Regions from separate parts of the Sus scrofa genome. Here all the other regions are linked to region 4. A link is a contact called in public Hi-C data. All regions are on one chromosome and are shown on one strand. The core of a region is the stretch at or near the end of the contact, and the rest is flanking DNA. Distances in the headings are between cores, read along the strand shown.

Region 1 (3,988 bases), core at 429-2,928, 130 kb before region 4:
GCTATAGCTCCGATTGGACCCCTGGCCTGGGAACCGCCATGTGCTGCAGGTGCGGCCCTAGAAAAGACGAAAAAAAAAGAATCTAGGAGTTCCCGTCGTGGCACAGTGGTTAACGAATCCGACTAGGAACCATGAGGTTGCAGGTTCAGTCCCTGCCCTTGCTCAGTGGGTTAACGATCCGGCATTGCCATGAGCTGTGGTGTAGGTTGCAGACGCGGCTCGGATCCAGCGTTGCTGTGGCTCTGGTGTAGGCTGGTGGCTACAGCTCCGATTCAACCCCTAGCTTGGGAGCCTCCATATGCCGCGGGAGCGGCCCAAGAAATAGCAAAGACAAAAAAAAAAAAAAAAAAAAAGAACCTAGTGTTGCTGCAGCTGTGGCTCGGATCTGATCCCTGGCCTAGGAACTCCATATCCTGTGGGGTGGCCAACAAAGAAAAGAGTACAGTTCTTTAAATTGGACAGGATCCTGTCAATGATGTAATCTGACTCTTCTGTCAGAAAATTGAGGCCTAGGAGTTCCCATCGTGGCTCAAGAGTTAACGAATCCGACTAGGAACCATAAGGTTGTGGGTTCGATCGCTGGCCTTGCTTGATGGGTTAACGATCCGGCCTTGCTGTGAGCTGTGGTGTAGGTTGCAGACACAGCTCTGATTGGATCCCTAGCCTGGGAACCTCCATGTACTGCGGATGCGGCCCTAGAAAAGACAAAAAAAAAAAAAGAGAGAGAGAGAGAGAAAATTGATGCCTAGATCTGTTCTGTAATTTGTTTCTATAAACTAGCTAATAGAACCAAAATCGGAATATAACTTCAATAATATTCTTCTAAACGTTCTCTGTATTTTCACTTAATAAAGTTGTAAATTCCTTTCCTAAATACTTCAAAGTAAAATATTATGGAATGAAATAAAGATAGGATATTATAGTATATAATAATATATATTATTATGTAACATTGTGAAAATTACATAAAATTATACTCTTGAGAGCTTGCTTCAATGCAAGAAAACAAGACGTTAGGATTACAGGTTAACAGAGGGCTAACTAAGAAGAATTTACACAGGTTTTTAAAAAGTACATTATTTAACAAGGAGTCTAGAGACAGGATATTTCTAGGGTTAATTCAGCATCTCATCGAGGGCACCAGGGACCAGGCTCTTTCAGTCTTTCCCTGTGTCATCCTTGGTTTATTGCCTTGGTATTTGAGTTCGTCACCTGACGGTTGTAAGGCGGCTACTGCTGTCACAAATATTGCGTGAAAGTGACAATAACTGCATCAAAAACAGAAGGGGTTCATTTGTTTCCACTCATTGTTCTCTGCATGTGAGCAAGCAGAGCTTTCTGGAAGCTCCCCAGGAGACTTGCAGAGAGGCTCAGGTCACACAGACAGGTTCTTAGCCTAATCTAGTAGTTGGCAGATGGAATAGAAATGCCATGATTGGCTTAGACCAGAGGCTCTCAAATTTAGCTTGCACCGGAATCATCTAGAGAATTTGGTAGAGCACAGATTGCCAGTCCCCACCCCCAGGGTTTCTGATTCGCTGGGCTGGGAGTCAGGCCCAAGAATATAATTTCTTACAAGTTCCCAGGTGATCCCGATGCTGGGGTGTAGGCTCACGCCTGGAGGACCGTGTGCTCAGAAGGACACATGCATCACATGCATTGCTGAGGCTCAGGGCCAGGTGTCCTCATGTGAGCAACCACCCTTCCGTTGGCAAGGGAGGAGGCTGGGACTAGCCAGAGGGGAGTCGGCCAGGACTGCCTGCTACTGCTGTCATCTGGCATGGGTAGTAAATACTCTTGTTTTTCCTGTTGTCAAATGGTTATTGCTTTAAAAAGTCGCAGTTGACATATGACACACTTAGCATAATCTGTCTGCATTAATACTTGCTGGAATGAATTATTTGCCTAGATAAGCATTCTTTGTGATTAGACTTACCGAATCAGCAGGCTGCTTTCACTAATTATGTTATCGATGAGGTGTCACTTCAGTAGCCCAGGACCAGAAAAAAAAACCAAAAACCTGGTATTCATTTGACATTTAGAAGGGCTGAGTGAGTGAAAAAATGAATCTGTTCCTTGTTTCTCTGAGAGGCTTATGACTAAGGAATAGAGTTACAAGAGGTCAGGAAAGTTCACGTGTCTTAGTAATCCAAGCTCAGCTATTAATATAATTTTTATACATTTTTTTATTACATTTTATACAGTTCTTATACATTTTTTAAGATTATCACAAAACTATTAATCCTAAAATTCAGCAGCAAACAGTTTGGGGAGTTAAATTTTGTACCTAAGTTGGACCTAACAGAACGTCTACCTTGTGATTTTTTTTTAAAGGCTTATTTGTTTATATATTTATTTTGTCTTTTTGCCATTTGTTGGGCTGCTCCCGTGGCATATGGAGGGTCCCAGGCTAGGGGTCTAATTGGAGCTGTAGCTTCCAGCCTACACCAGAGCCACAGCAATGCTGTATCCGAGCCGTGTCTGCGACCTACACCACAGCTCACGGCAACACCAGATCTTCAACCCACTGAGCAAGGCCAGGGATCGAACCCGCAACCTCATGGTTCCTAGTTGGATTTGTTAACCATGGAGTCATTTATTTAGATGATGATTTTCCCCCTTTAGATTGTTTTAATTTTATTGTATTTATTTTATTTTTTTAATTGAAGTATCGTTGATTTACAATGTTGTGTTAGATCATTATAATTTTGGATAGCACATTTTATCTCTTCTTGAAGAATTCTGCAGAAACTCAAATGAACACCCCCAGTCACCCTTGACTCAGTATCATTTCTTATCTTTCCTTTTCCGCCACCGGTGATAACGAAAGAAATGGATTCTGTACCCGAAATCTTATTTTGGATCCTGACGAGCAACATTTTTCTTTTTTATTTCTGCCCATGACTTAATTTTTTTTTCTTATATACTTAGGTACGGTGAGGTATGATGCCGTACCTTCCAACTTTTCAGGAAGGCTTGTGAGTGGGGATTGTGCCCTAGTAAATATCTGAACAAGGTGGCACTTTATTTTTTTATTTTTTTATTTTGTTGTTGTTGTTGTTGTTGTTGCTATTTCTTGGGCCGCTCCTGCGGCATATGGAGGTTCCCAGGCTAGGGGTCGAATCGGAGCTGTAGCCACCGGCCTACGCCAGAGCCACAGCAACTCGGGATCCGAGCCGCATCTGCAACCTACACCACAGCTCACGGCAACGCCGGATCGTTAACCCACCGAGCAAGGGCAGGGATCGAACCCGCAACCTCATGGTTCCTAGTCGGATTCGTTAACCACTGCGCCACGACGGGAACTCCATGGTGGCACTTTAAAGCATTCATGACTTTGTATACTGCCCCGTCATAAACGTTTTAATGAAGACGTCTTCTCTTTACTTAGCAAAATGACCAAATTGTGATTTCCGTCCCTGGATTTAAGCAGCACCTAATCTGGAGTCCGTTCACAGCGTCAGGGTTCTCCGAGCATGCTGCTGCCACACGGACTGGCCCGAACTAGAGAACTCACACCTTTTGAGGAGGTGACGTGGTCAGTCGCTTCCTCCCAGGCCAGAAGAAATAGTCATCTCAACCTGAGTGTTTCCCGCTGGCGTGGTCTCTTGGATTCCACCTCCTCGTGGCTCTTTCTTGTTTACTGTATTTAAAAAAATTTTGTTGTTGTCGAAGTGTGGTCGATTTACGATGTTATGTCAGTTTCAGGTGTACAACGAAGTGATCAGTAGATTTCTTAATTGTAGCACAGCTCTCATCACGAACGTGTATCCTTTTTCATAGTTTTCCTTCTTTCCTTGCAGCAAAGCATGTACCACATCCAGAGTTTTCTCACTGTCCACCCAGCTCTGCTCTCGTGCATTCTTACACACCGAATGTACTGCATTTGTTCTCTTTTGATGTGTGACATAGTTGGAATATTTTGATAAAAACTGTGTGCCGATCACAAAGTTCACAGAAGAAACTTTGTTCCCTCTTCTGACATGTC
Region 2 (4,020 bases), core at 1,185-3,684, 230 kb after region 4:
GGTTTGCTGGATTCCATTCTGGCCCCGTGCCCTGCCCATGGGGAGAGGCATCTGCAAAGTCAAGGACACATGGCCAAGGAAATGTTCCCACCCAGCGTGTGTAACCTCCACTTTGACCCCAGGAAGCCTGCCCGTTATACCACCATGAAAACAACCCCTAAATCCAAAGTTTAGACCTAGGAGGAGATCCCCCAAGTCCAAAATCTCAGACCTCCAAGGAGGTAGGACATATTTTATTTTGACGTTTATCATTTTGATTTATCACTTCACTTGTGCAGAAGTGCTTTCTTTGTAGAATGTGAAGAAATTGTCCTCAGGGACACCCTGTCATCGTAACCGAATGAGCACGGGCGGGCTAGTCGCTTAATTTTTCCATCTGTAAGTGGGGGCCTGGCTAGAGCATTGGGGCCCCAATTTGGCTACTTACCACAATTGCCAGAAACTTGAAATGATACACCTAGTCCCCAGGTTCTGCGGGCCTAGCAACAGTGTCTTAGCGGGACTGGGTGAGAGCTGGCCATGTATGTGCTTTGTAATATTCAGGAGTCTTGATGACCCTACTGCTCCCAGAGGCAGACGCCAGAGGTGATCTGTTTATTTAATCTCCACTGCAGAGTAGCGTCCTGTGTATCTGGGGGAGAGGGGCTAGTGTCCACTGGGAGACCCTGTGCCTACGTTGCAAGTTTGAGTTCACAGTAAACAGAGAAGCAGCCATGAGGTCCAGCGCCTTGGCTTTTGTTCTGTGTCGTTACTAGGTACTATGTTTGAAAAACAAGAAGAGGAGTTCCCGTCATGGCACAGTGGTTAACAAATCTGACTAGGAACCAAGGGGTTGCAGGTTCGATCCCTGGCCTTGCTCCGTGGGTTAAGGATCCAGCGTTGCCATGAGCTGTGGTGTAGGTTGCAGATGCGGCTTGGATCCCATGTTGTTGTGGCTGTGGTGTAGGCTGGCAGCTACAGCTCTGATTCGACCCCTAACCTGGGAACCTCCACATGCCACAGGAGCAGAAAGACAAAAAAAAAAAAGGAAAAGAAAAGAAAAACAAGAAGAAAAAAAGAGCAAATCAATATGTCTCTAAAAGGAAAGAGAAGCTCGCCTGAGCTGTGACCGGAGGCTGGGTGTGGGAGCCCATGGAAACTTGAGATGGATCTCTGTGTCATCAGAAATCCATCAAGTAGCTGGCACTCTCTCTGTTCAAGGGTTGGTGCTTGACGAAGAGGCAAAGGCCTTCCAATAGCTCCAGTGTATTTTCTGAAGACAACAAGAAACAGTCCCTCGACGGTCGGTACCCCAATTCTGGAGATGCAGGAAGAGTCTGAAGAGCAGAACCCCAGATCCTGACAGATAGCGTGTTCTGGGTTTCACAGTTCTCTGTCCTTTTAGAGGAAAAAGCTATTGGCGAAAAGTCATGAACTTGACATTTTGCAGGATTCCAGCCTTTCCATCTCTACCTATTAAGAGCTCTGGAGTTAGCCTTGGTCCCCGAGGAAAGCTAGATATTTACACTGTGTTCCCATTGACTTGTTCTCCTTGTTCATGACGAAAGCGAAAAGTGCATAGAACTTTCCACTTGGAAAATGAAAAGTGGAGGAAGGTGAAGTTGCATGTTTGAAGTTACTTCCCGTCAGTAGGAGAGATCCAGGCTTAGGCCTGCAGGCATGGTTTATGAGGAGCTGCTTCAGAGTCCCCTGGTGGCACAGTGGGTTGGGGATCCGGCATGGTCACTGTTGTGGCTTAGGGTACAGCTGTGGCACAGGTTTGATTCCCAGCCCTGGAACTTTCAGATTCTGTGGGCGTGGCCAAAAATGCATATGTATAAGGAGCTATGTCACATGACTTAAGTAATTAATGTATTTGTTTTGGCATTGCTCTCTTTTTTTGTAAAATTGAGGTATTGTTGGTTTACAATATATAAGTTTCAGGTATACATAGTGATTCATAATTTTTAAGGGTTATACTCCATTTATAGTTGTTATAAAACATGGGCTATATTTAAATATCCCTGCAAAACAAAACATTGCTTGTACTTCTTCCAGAGCTGGAGTTGGACACTTGCATACCACGTCCTGTTTCCTTTAGCATAAAATCCATTCTGTTGGCGTTCCTGTCATGGCTCAGCCATTAGCAAACCCAACTAGCATCCACGAGGACGTGAGTTCAATCCCTGGCCTCCCTCAGTGGGTTAAGGATGTGGTGTTGCCAAGCGCTGTGGTGTAGATTACAGACATGGCTCAGATACAGCGCTGCTATGGCTGTGGTGTAGCTGGTGGCTACAGCTCCGATTGGACCCCTAGCCTGGGAACCTCCCTATGCCACAGGTGTGGCCCTAAAAATACAAAAAGACCAAAAAAAAAATCCACTCGTTGAACTTGGCAAACAAGCCTCCGCTCACATGCCCCAGTCTACCTCATTGATTTTTCTTCGTCACACCCATCTGCCTGAGCACTCTGTCCCAACACGGTCCACCTCACTCTTCTGTGTCCTTACTAATGCTCTTCCCTCTCTGGATAATTCTTTTCCTTGTCTTTCTGTGCCTGGCAAACTTGCCAACATCTGGAGCACGTGTCAACTCCCCGGGCTGCAGTCCCGCCGAGTGCCTGGGCAGAGTGAGACCTTGGAGCAGAGGCAGGCTGTGTTTCTGTCGCCTGAGTCCGGCTCCCGGGCAGGAGGTTGGTCCTGCCGTACCCTGATGTTTACATACACATCTGTTTTCCCCTACTGGCCAGGGAGCCACTTGGTTTCAGGGACTCTGTTTTATTTATTTATCTTCCTGTCCCCCCTGCTTGGCCTCAAGTCCAGCACTGCTGGAAACTCTCGATGTTTGATGAAGTCTAGGTCTGTGAGTTTCATGCAAGTGTCCTGTTAATGATCGTGTGCCGTGATGCTCCTCCCAAGGCTCTTGCATGCAGTCAACTTGGAGAAACAGTGACGTTGACAGTAAGAGGTCCACCCCCCCACCCCCACCCCGCGTCCCCACCTGCAGTGCAGTCTCCTGCTGCGTTCATCGTGACATCTGAGAGGCTGTCTTGTTAAGACCAGCTGCTCTGTGTCTGTTCATCATCAAACCACATGAGACCTTCAGAAGCTTAGTTTGCCACCAGCCCCATCCCTAAACCCCATCCCCCCACACACCAAGAAAAAAGAGGAATGAGGCAAAACGACCAGATGGTGCAGCTGACTCCACACCCTTGTGAGATTCTGAACTGCCGGGCTTTGTTCCCACGGTAGACATTGCTTCTTCCTAAGGCTCCCGAGTTAACCAGCGTCCGTCCACACTGGGGCTGTGGCTGCCTTCTGATTTTGCATCACAAGATGAGACATCGCCCTGACTCAGTTCGCGAGTGCTTCGCTGGAGGCACCCCGCCTTGTGCCTCCCTCCACCCGGGGCCCTTCTTCTTTCTGCTTCTTTACCCTGCACACATTCTTGGCAGCTTTTCCCTGAGAGAAATCATTCTGCCAGGCTCTCTGCCTGCAAGAGTGTATTCCAGAGCGCTGGCTGCCCCCAGCCTCTAGTGAAATAGCAACTCCAACCCTGGGGACCTAGTGCTGTGTGTGTGACTTTAGCTGGGGCTTCAGGAGAATGACTCCCAAATGTGTGTGTATGTGTGTGTGTGTGTGTGTGTGTGTGTGTGGTGTGTACTTATATGTATATGCATGCTGCGTGTTTATCTGTGTGTGTACATGTATGTGGGTGTATGTGTACATATGAGCATGTCTCCTCACCCCTCCCTGTCTCTCTTGTTGCATTCTTGGCTTCTTCCTGGTCTTAACATAACTTTTTAAAAATTCTAAAGATGCCAAAGATTCGGGAAGAAGAACCTCGTTAGCATCTTGAGGAATAACTTTCTGAGGACAGGTCTTTGCATCTGAAAATATATTCATAATATGTTCAGTCTTCTCAGGTAGAATAAGGAAGAAACTTTGTGATTCACTTTTGTATTATTTAGTGCATTAGTTGCCTTTTTCCCTTTTTTTCTGTTTTCTTCTTTTTTTTTAGTGGCAGAACCTTTTTAAAAAAG
Region 3 (4,177 bases), core at 936-3,435, 180 kb after region 4:
TTTTTCCCAAGACGTATGACTTTGTTGCCAGTGAGCCCAAGAGATAAATGAAAGAATGGAGTTGCTGTGGCAAGGGTGACTTGTTGAAGATTTTGCCTTCCAGCTCTTTTAAACCACGACTTTTTGTTGTTGTTTTTATTTTTTATTTATTTTTAATTTTTTTTTATTTTTTGTTGTTTTTAAAGGATGTATTTACATACAGCTTTGCAGGAGAATGTGAGTATTCAGTAAAGGGGCTCACATCCATGTACTTTGAAATGGGTTCATTTATAGCAAATCCAGAGTGAATATTCCCAAAGGGGTGGGGAAAAAACAAACAAACAAAAACTTGAGGAGTTCAGACCTTACTGTGCTTGGCATGGCATCTGGGGACCAAAGCTGCTGGTTGTCCCTCTGTATCTCCTATGTGGGTGACAGCTTTGCAAGGCACAGAGATCTGCCAGATGTGTGCCAGAGTGACTGGGTGGGGAGAATCCTGAAGCTGGTGTGGCCACCTGAAGAGGGTGAACTTGTTCCGAATAATGATTAGATGCACTGACTGCATACTTAGCAGCATCCCCTGGCGCTTTTAGTCGCGGAATTGAAACAGGCACACCCAGGCAAATGTGCAGGAACACATGGAGAAACCCTGACCTCAAAAAGCGCTTGCTAATTGTTTGAGGCTTTGCGGGGCCATACTGTCAAGCTCAGGCAGGACCTCCAAATCCCTCATCAGATTTAGGAAGTATTGTGTCAGTATTTGGGTGCTTGGTTTTGGTAATTGACAAACCAGGGGCTGTTGGTCTTTAAGAACTTCCTGTTTCCTGCAGGCAGGGCTCTCCTTCCTCAGTGCACCTGCTTCGGGGCTCTCACTCTGGAGAGGAAGTTGTAGAGCAAGAGAGCCTTTCCACTGAACTGGACACCAACCCCCCCCCCCAAAAAAAAACCCAAATGATAAACCTCTAACAAACCGATTTGTAATTCTCAGCTGTTGTTCAAGGAAGTAATTTACTGTCCGTTTTAAACCTGAGTGAGATGTATCAATTTCAAGTTCCTCTTTTTGTATCAGTCCCCCCCCCACCCCCCATAGGGAGCAGACATGTAAAATATAACCAAATGGTTGGGTGTGTCAGAGAGGCTGACTTGTTTACTGTGGCTGGAGGCAGTTTGAAGGTGCTGGCCAGGGGTGCATGTTCTTCCTGGGCAGTGAACTGCCTTTGGTTCTGTGATTTGCATGTTTCTCTTAAGCGGGAGAAAATGAAAGTATTTTTGGAGGGCTGCAAGAGAGCTGCAAATGTTCAAGACCAGGCTTCCCAGCCAGAAAGGAGCAAGAGAGAAACTATCCCCACTTCTTCTTGTGCCAGTGAAAATATAAGGCTTTCTAATGTTATGAAACTGCATCTCTCTCCCCCTCTCTGCTCCGCCCACCTCAGCTAGTGGTGGAGGGCAGCCGGAAATGGTCATTTTCAGTATTTACCACTTGCTAGGAGTGGGACTTTGAAGAAAATCAGCTCATGGGAACATTTCATTGCCCCTTTGAAACTGACAGTAGTAACGGCCTGAACCCAGCCTAAACCCAGACTGGGAGTTGAACCCACAGTTTTAAATTAGAATCCCTCACCCTGTGTCTGGACGCACTGAGGTTCAGGTTCTTCTGTCTCCACGCAGAAGGAGTTCAGCAAGAGACAAGGTGATTGGCAAGAAATAGATTTATTAGGATAGGATGCTTGTGAGAGATGCAAGCGGGCAGGCACGGAAGCTCTGTCCCCGGGAGCCCCGTGGGCTGCAGTTTTTATCCGCCAAGGGGAGTGGGGGTTGGAAAAGCCCGCCTCTTCCCTTCTGGGAGTAGTAGCTCCTCCTTAGTATCCCCTTAAGGTGTGTTCGAGTCCGCAGAAGGGTGGTCCTCAAACTCTTGCCCTTGGTCTGAATCTGAATGAAGCACTCATCCCATCCCCCACCCAAGGACCTGAGACAACTCGCAAGGCGCCACTAAAGAAGCAAACGTGCCTTGTTCTGATGGCTTTTTTGAGCAATTTATTTGCTTGCAGAGACCGCCCAGTGTCCCCTAAGTTTCCCTCTTTAAATATGGTCCTTTATGAGGACTTCTTCAACTACCTGTGTCTCCTCCATCCCTGTCACCTTCATTGCAGTTATGTAGTCATTTTTGAGACAGGGTTTTCTTTGGCCAGAACGTCTTGTCACCTGTAGAGTTGCCAACATCCCGGCATAAACCGTCCTTTTCCGCGCCCTTGGCAGCAGAGACCAGCTCAATATAACTGTCAGGTGCCAAACCCCCACAGTGGAAGGGAGAGGGGGTGGATGGGGTCAAATGAAACTGAAAAGAAACAAAAATCATTTGCAGGTTAAAATATGCAAATTACAAGATGTCCAAAAAAAAAAAAAAAGAAGTACAACCATTAACTCATTCTTTTTGCAACCTTTAGAGATGCCACGCAGACTGTACCAGAGTATTTGTTGTTTTCTGTAGAACTTTCTGTATCATTTGAGGGCCTTGAATCCTTTGTTTATTTAGAGTTAAGAATGTGTGTGTATTTTCACTTCTCAGCTAGAGTTCTCTGTTTCTTTGTTTCTTCCATGGCTCCTGGGAGAGTCCTTTATTCATAGTTACTGTTCCATAATGATTGTTGAGTGAATGCACTTTTACAAACTATGGGCGTGATTTGTTTGGTTTTTCCAGTTCAGTTCCTAATGAATTCATGCATCTAGCTGGGCAGACATAAAGCTGCCACGTGCAGGATAAAAGAACTCTCGAGTGACCAGAATCATAGAAGCATAACGTTTTACAGCCATAAAGGACCTGAGAGATTTTAATTCCACCTACTTGTTTTACACATGAGCAGTTACAGCTGAGAGAGATCAATGGACTTGCCCAGGCTTGCAGAGCTAGCAGTGGATAATCGGCCATTCATCAGACTCGTGCATTGATAAGTCACCAATAAACTGACATTGCCGATAGTAATTTTAGCTACCTGTGATCGTACTTCGAAATCTCCTCATTTTTGATGCCCCTGATTTGGGGGAAGACATTTAATTGATTTTGAATTTTATCTCCTCTGACTTGGGGGCTAATCAGTTGCTTTGTTTTCTGTCTGCTCTCTAAAATTTCTTCACGCCACTTTCAAGGAAACCGACCTGAACAAGTTTGTCTGTTCTCCCCATGTTGGACACAGTGCAGAAGTGGCTGGGAGATAAGGAAAATGTAAACAGCAAGTGGCCAGGCCACATAAAATGTGACAACTTTGACCTCTGATCTGAAACACCCAGTCCAGGGAGCCAAACAGTAAACTCCAGTGGCAGTTGACCCTCAATGGCCAGGACTTAACCAATCACTGACACTTCCCTAATTTTTGTCTTTGTTTCCAACTCGGGACCAGCCAGAGAGAACCCAGTATGTTCCCCAAACCAGCCACAGAGGATGCTTCCCTTCTAGTTAGCCCGCCTATAGTGTCTGCACCTTGATCAGGGCATTCCTGAAGCCTCCCCTTTTTTTTCACTACAGACTCTCCGTTTTTTTTGTTTTTATTTTTGTTTTTGTTTTTTTTGCCTGCTTTGAGTCTCTACCTGTTGCAAGTGCTGGTGGGTAATTAACTCCCTTATTCTAGGAGGTTCTGAATAAAAAGCATCACATGTTCCCATTTGCATGGGCTTCACCCTCCTGGAGCAAGACCCCCAGAGAAGGACCAGTCTTGCCAACTTCTGTGTTCTCTCTGGTTATAACTGTGCATCCAGCTATCCATCTGCATAATAGGGCTTTTAAAAGCCTATTTGTCTGTCTGTCTGTCTCTCTCTTTCTTTCTTTCTTTCTTTCTTTTTTTTTTTTTGCTTTTTAGGGCCGCACCTGTGGTATACCCAAGTTACCAGGCTAGGGATCCAGTTGGAGCTGCAGCTGCCAGCCTACACCACAGCCACAGCAACACCAGATCTGAGCCTTGTTTGTGACCTACGCCACAGCTCATGGCAGTGCCGGATTCTTAACCCACTGAGCAAGGCCAGGGATCAAACCCGCATCCTCATGGATACTAGCTGGGTTCACTACCACTGAGCCATGACGGGAACTCCCTATTTGTCTCTCTTTTTTCAGAAGATACATGGACAAGTCTTGGTCAGTTGCTTGGCTGAAATCAACATACCCTCTGACCTGTCCACCTGGTGACCCTGTCCAGACAGGGCAGGAGGT
Region 4 (4,165 bases), core at 1,093-3,592:
TCCCTCTGAATTAGAAGGCTTTCCACTCCTTTCAGCCTAATATCAAACATCTTTACTGAGTGATTAAAATTTTCCTAGGGTTCGTGGTTAAAAAAATTTATCAGATACTGAAGTTCATTGGCTATTTGAGAAAGTCTTGTGTGGTGATAGATTGTGTGGTGAACACTTGGCAGGTATGCGCATGCATTTTTTAGTATTAAAAAAAATCTGGGAGTTCCCGTCGTGGCGCAGTGGTTAGCGAATCCGACTAGGAGCCATGAGGTTGCAGGTTCGATTCCTGCCTTGCTCAGTGGGTTAACAATCTGGCATTGCCGTGAGCTGTGGTGTAGGTCGCAGACGCGGCTCGGATCCCGCGTTGCTGTGGCTCTGGCATAGGCTGGCAGCTACAGCTCTGATTCGACCCTAGCCTGGGAACCTCCATATGCCGCGGGAGCGGCCCAAGAAATGGCAAAAAGACCAAAAAAAAAAAAAAAAAAATCTGGAGTTCTTGTTGTGGCATGGTGAGTTAAGAACCCGACATGTCTGTGAGACGTGGGTTCGATCCCTGGCCTTGCTCCGTGGGTTAAGGATCTGGCACTGCCGCAAGCTTCAGTGCAGGTTGCAGATGTGGCTTGGATCCTGTGTTGCCATGACTGGGGTGTAGGCCTCAGCTGCAGCTCTGATTCGACTCCTAGCCCGGGAACTTCTATATGCCACAGGTACGACCCTAAAAAGAAAAAAGAAAAAAAAAATCTCTGAGTCCCTACCTTGCTGAAACTTGTGGTGTTCCTAGGATGTGTGGCCTGCTGGCTTCTTGGTACTATTATGGGTCTTAAAAATAGGTCCGTGGATGAGGATACAGCATTCTCAGGGCCTGAGCTCACCCCTTCACCAGCCATATATGTGTGTATAGTGCTGAGCCAGCATTTATAATTCATAAAATGGGGTAATAATGGTTTGCATAGTATAGGCTTACTACAAGGTTTCGGTGAGATGACGCAGGTAAAAAACTTCACAGGATGCCCGGTGTGTAGTAAATGCTCAATAAATGTTAGCTGATGTCACTTTATTTGGGGGCCAGTCTTGCCACTCGGATTCATGGCCAAATATGATGCCTCCAACTCCCAGTTTGAGATCACTCCAAAAAAAGGTGTCATGAAGTGGAGGGATCAGGGTAAATCCTTTAAGAAAACTTTTTTAAAAAAAGGGGTGTCGTTTTGAGAGGTCCTTCTCTGCATGAGAGGAGCAGGGATTCCTGCTTTCCTGGTAATTGATCAGGAAAAGTCACAGTAGGCGTGTCCTATTGAAAAGAGATGAGTGCAGCTCAGCACCTGTACACACACACACACACACACACACACCACACCTTATTTTAGGCCTGATGGATATAAAGTGAAATTCTTAACAATCCCTTCTCTGCCCGAGGGAGGCATTGGCTCCTGTGGTTTTTCTCTGATGTACCTGCAGGGTCTTAGGGCTCTGGTTGCAAGGCATGACGGGAGAGGGGGTTGTGACAATCAGTGAGTGTTTGGCCTAGATAACTGGAACAGGGGCTGGGATGGGAATGGGGTGAGGAGGAAGGAGGCCGCCCTGATTTCAGACCAGGGAACCCTTTTTTTCTTGGGTCTGGATCCCACAGAGCACAGATTGTGATATTGCCCGGTAAACAGATACATGATTTCAAATACCCGCTGATGGTTCCTGCTGCTTCAGGGTTTCAGGACACTTAGCGCCTCTTTTATGTAATAATTATTCAGTTTGACAACAGAAAGGAGACCGAAAGATCCTTCCTTTTATGAAGAGGATAAGATAATGGCCCTTCTGCTCTCATATAATTGCTGCTCTTATAACATGGACTGATTCTTATCATGGGGTTCCCAGGTGAACGTATTTTAAAAAAGCATTTCTCAATGAATTGAAGGCTCACATATTCAGTAATGGTATAATTGGCTAGTTGGTCGATTATCCATCTCTTTGGGGTTAAAGCGAATGGTTTGAGGTTCTGATGAAAGCAACTGTGTACTCTTTGTATGAAGTTGCCGGTGCATTTTATGAGTTTTTTCCATTGTGACCTAGTCGAAAGCCTCCCTTTTCCCGTTAGACTTAAATGAAAAGGGGATAGAAGGGAAAAGAACCGGCTGTGCCTGTGAAGACACAGTAAAGCAGGTCAGCTTTGTCTGCACGTGGCACACTAACAGCGGGCCAGGCGCCCCCCTGCTGTCCCCTGGCCGGTGTGCACACAGCTTGACCTGGCCAAACGTGGTGAACACCCGAGCCCTGCAAAGAGCGCTCTCGGGTCGCGTTTCCTCCGCGGCCCGTCGGCAGAGCTGGAATAGCATCACATCTCCTTGGAGGCGTGTCATGCCCCGGTGACCAGGCCCGGCCCAGGGTCGATCCTGCAGCCCCCGCTGGCCCTGAGCGGACGCTGGGACGGCTCGGATTTTCAGGCTTTAGCATGTTGACTCTGGAGCGGGCCTTGCGAACATTTCGTTCCATCTTGTTCTTTGATCAGGTTGAGAAAACAGAGATCTGGGTCAGCTGGGGGCCTCCCCCCCCGGCCAGGCAGCGAAAGGGGGCCAATTCAGTGCAAACTCCTCGAGCTTTTGTGTGTGGAGCCCTTGGCACGGTTGCATCGGGGTTCCAGATGCTAAACTTCTTAAGGGGACAGAAATGCATGTACAGTTTCCTGTGCAGTGAATAAAAATGACTTCAGTCTTCCTGCTGCTTGTCCTAGTTCTGATTCTTTATCCAGGACTCAGGGAGGCCGGGGCCGGTAGTGGTGGGGGGCCCTGTCTCTGGCTGTTGCAAGAATTAAGTGAACTGACATAGATTATAAAGCCGTCAGCCAGTGTCCGCCTCCGAGTAAGTGCTCGGTCAGTGACAACTCTTACTGTCCAGAGTTGCGTGACATGGGTACACAGGGCACGGGCCGTGGGTATTGCTTTCTGAGCTTTATGACCCATGTGGCCTTCAGCCTGGCCGTGGGCAGGAGGGAACTGCTTTTATTTCTGGAGACCGTGTGGAGGCGGAGCCGCTGGCTGCTAGCTTATTGTCGGATTTATTTCTCTTGTTGCCTGATGATGTGTACTTGATGAATGGTTTTCTGTGGCTGGCGTTGGTAATTATGAGCCAGCCCTGTGTGTGTGTGTGTGTGTGTGTGTGTGTGTGTGTGTGTGTGTGTGTGGCTTAATTATTTTGTGTTGTCTTCTGGAAAGTCGTGGCTGAGCGAAGCCCAGCACCTGGACCACAGGAGGTGTTCTGGCTGTGATGGTGGAAGGGGTACAACTCGGGTGTCTTGAGTTCTTTTTTTTTTTTTTTTTTGTCATTTTTGGTGGCCCATGTGGAGCTCCCGGGCCAGGGATCAGATTGGAGTCATAGTCTCACCTAAGCTGCAGCTGAGGCAGTGCCTGATCCCTAACCCATTGTGCCTGACTGGGGATTGAACCCATGTCCCAGTGGCTCCCAAGACACTTCCAAGTTGAGTTCTTACCTCTGCTGCTCGGTGGGTGGAGTCCGCTCGATCGTCCCTCCCCCACCCTCTGCCCCCCCCAACACCCTCTGCCCCCCCGCCACCTGCGAAGCTTTAGGGGCTGGGAACTTTGTCAGGTGCCTACAGTTTTCACAGCTAGAAAAAGACACTGTCTGTAGACTCATTCTCAAGCTTTCAAAGAAAACAGAGCAAAGCTCTCCGAATTGATTAGAATCACAGCCTGAGTTTTCGGAGGCTGGTGGCGTGGCGTCCGGGAGAGCCGGAACCCTTCTGGGTGCTGGTCCATCCTCATTAGCTTGTTAATGGACAGTCTGCGATGTGCCAATTAGCCCAGGTCGGGGCTGACATGGGAGAAAGGAGGGCTTTGGCTGTGCCACTGCTGATTAGTTTCGGGGTGTAGATGTGCCCTTCCAGGGACGTGGAGTACAAGCTAAGAGCGACGCTTTCATGCCTTGGCTCTTCCTCTGCTCCCCTGTTGAGGAAAACAGGCAAATAACAGTTGCCTGAGCTCCCATTTGGAAATGATTAATGAAATCATGTGTACAGTGTGTGCCAGACGGGTCACTCGCGTAGTCAGCCCAGTATCTAGCACCTTCTATCTCTACGGGGCTGTGTGCCATAATGCATGGCTCATCCATATCTTGTGTATTTGTTCGTTGATACCAGCTTATATACTACTCATGACTAAGCCTGACA

What was found. A called contact is a pair of places that touch in the nucleus more often than the background predicts.
Region 1: a contact with region 4 is called in a Hi-C map of liver, with 1.6 times the contacts expected there. The contact joins two enhancer-like sites. A contact is called at or near these places in 2 of 47 Hi-C or Micro-C datasets (both in liver) and 1 of 2 datasets of contacts at active chromatin or transcription factors (skeletal muscle).
Region 2: a contact with region 4 is called in a Hi-C map of liver, with 2.7 times the contacts expected there. The contact joins two enhancer-like sites. A contact is called at or near these places in 4 of 47 Hi-C or Micro-C datasets (embryonic fibroblasts and liver) and 1 of 2 datasets of contacts at active chromatin or transcription factors (skeletal muscle).
Region 3: a contact with region 4 is called in a Hi-C map of liver, with 3 times the contacts expected there. The contact joins two enhancer-like sites. A contact is called at or near these places in 1 of 47 Hi-C or Micro-C datasets (liver) and 1 of 2 datasets of contacts at active chromatin or transcription factors (skeletal muscle).

What each region holds. Positions count from the first base shown.
Region 1 is chr10:59,739,366-59,743,353 of Sscrofa11.1, reverse strand. The region is part of intron 6 of CDC123 (cell division cycle 123); the gene reads left to right. Among named protein-coding and RNA genes, the nearest start is that of NUDT5, 24 kb to the left of the region's middle. Within about 2 kb of position 1,678, at least 10 of the 83 cell types and tissues checked have an H3K27ac peak or open chromatin away from gene starts, as enhancers often do. A contact at or near this core is called in liver and skeletal muscle, where this site is marked.
Region 2 is chr10:59,373,870-59,377,889 of Sscrofa11.1, reverse strand. All of the region lies in intron 1 of CAMK1D (calcium/calmodulin dependent protein kinase ID), which reads left to right. Among named protein-coding and RNA genes, the nearest start is that of CAMK1D, 79 kb to the left of the region's middle. Within about 2 kb of position 2,434, at least 24 of the 83 cell types and tissues checked have an H3K27ac peak or open chromatin away from gene starts, as enhancers often do. A contact at or near this core is called in liver and skeletal muscle, where this site is marked.
Region 3 is chr10:59,422,174-59,426,350 of Sscrofa11.1, reverse strand. All of the region lies in intron 1 of CAMK1D (calcium/calmodulin dependent protein kinase ID), which reads left to right. It overlaps LOC110255711 (a long non-coding RNA gene), which reads left to right. Exons shown (of 2, transcript XR_002336411.1): 2 at 1-913. Among named protein-coding and RNA genes, the nearest start is that of CAMK1D, 30 kb to the left of the region's middle. Within about 2 kb of position 2,185, at least 26 of the 83 cell types and tissues checked have an H3K27ac peak or open chromatin away from gene starts, as enhancers often do. A contact at or near this core is called in liver, where this site is marked.
Region 4 is chr10:59,607,053-59,611,217 of Sscrofa11.1, reverse strand. It overlaps a transcript of CAMK1D not described here. Among named protein-coding and RNA genes, the nearest start is that of CAMK1D, 150 kb to the right of the region's middle. Within about 2 kb of position 2,342, at least 14 of the 83 cell types and tissues checked have an H3K27ac peak or open chromatin away from gene starts, as enhancers often do. A contact at or near this core is called in liver and skeletal muscle, where this site is marked.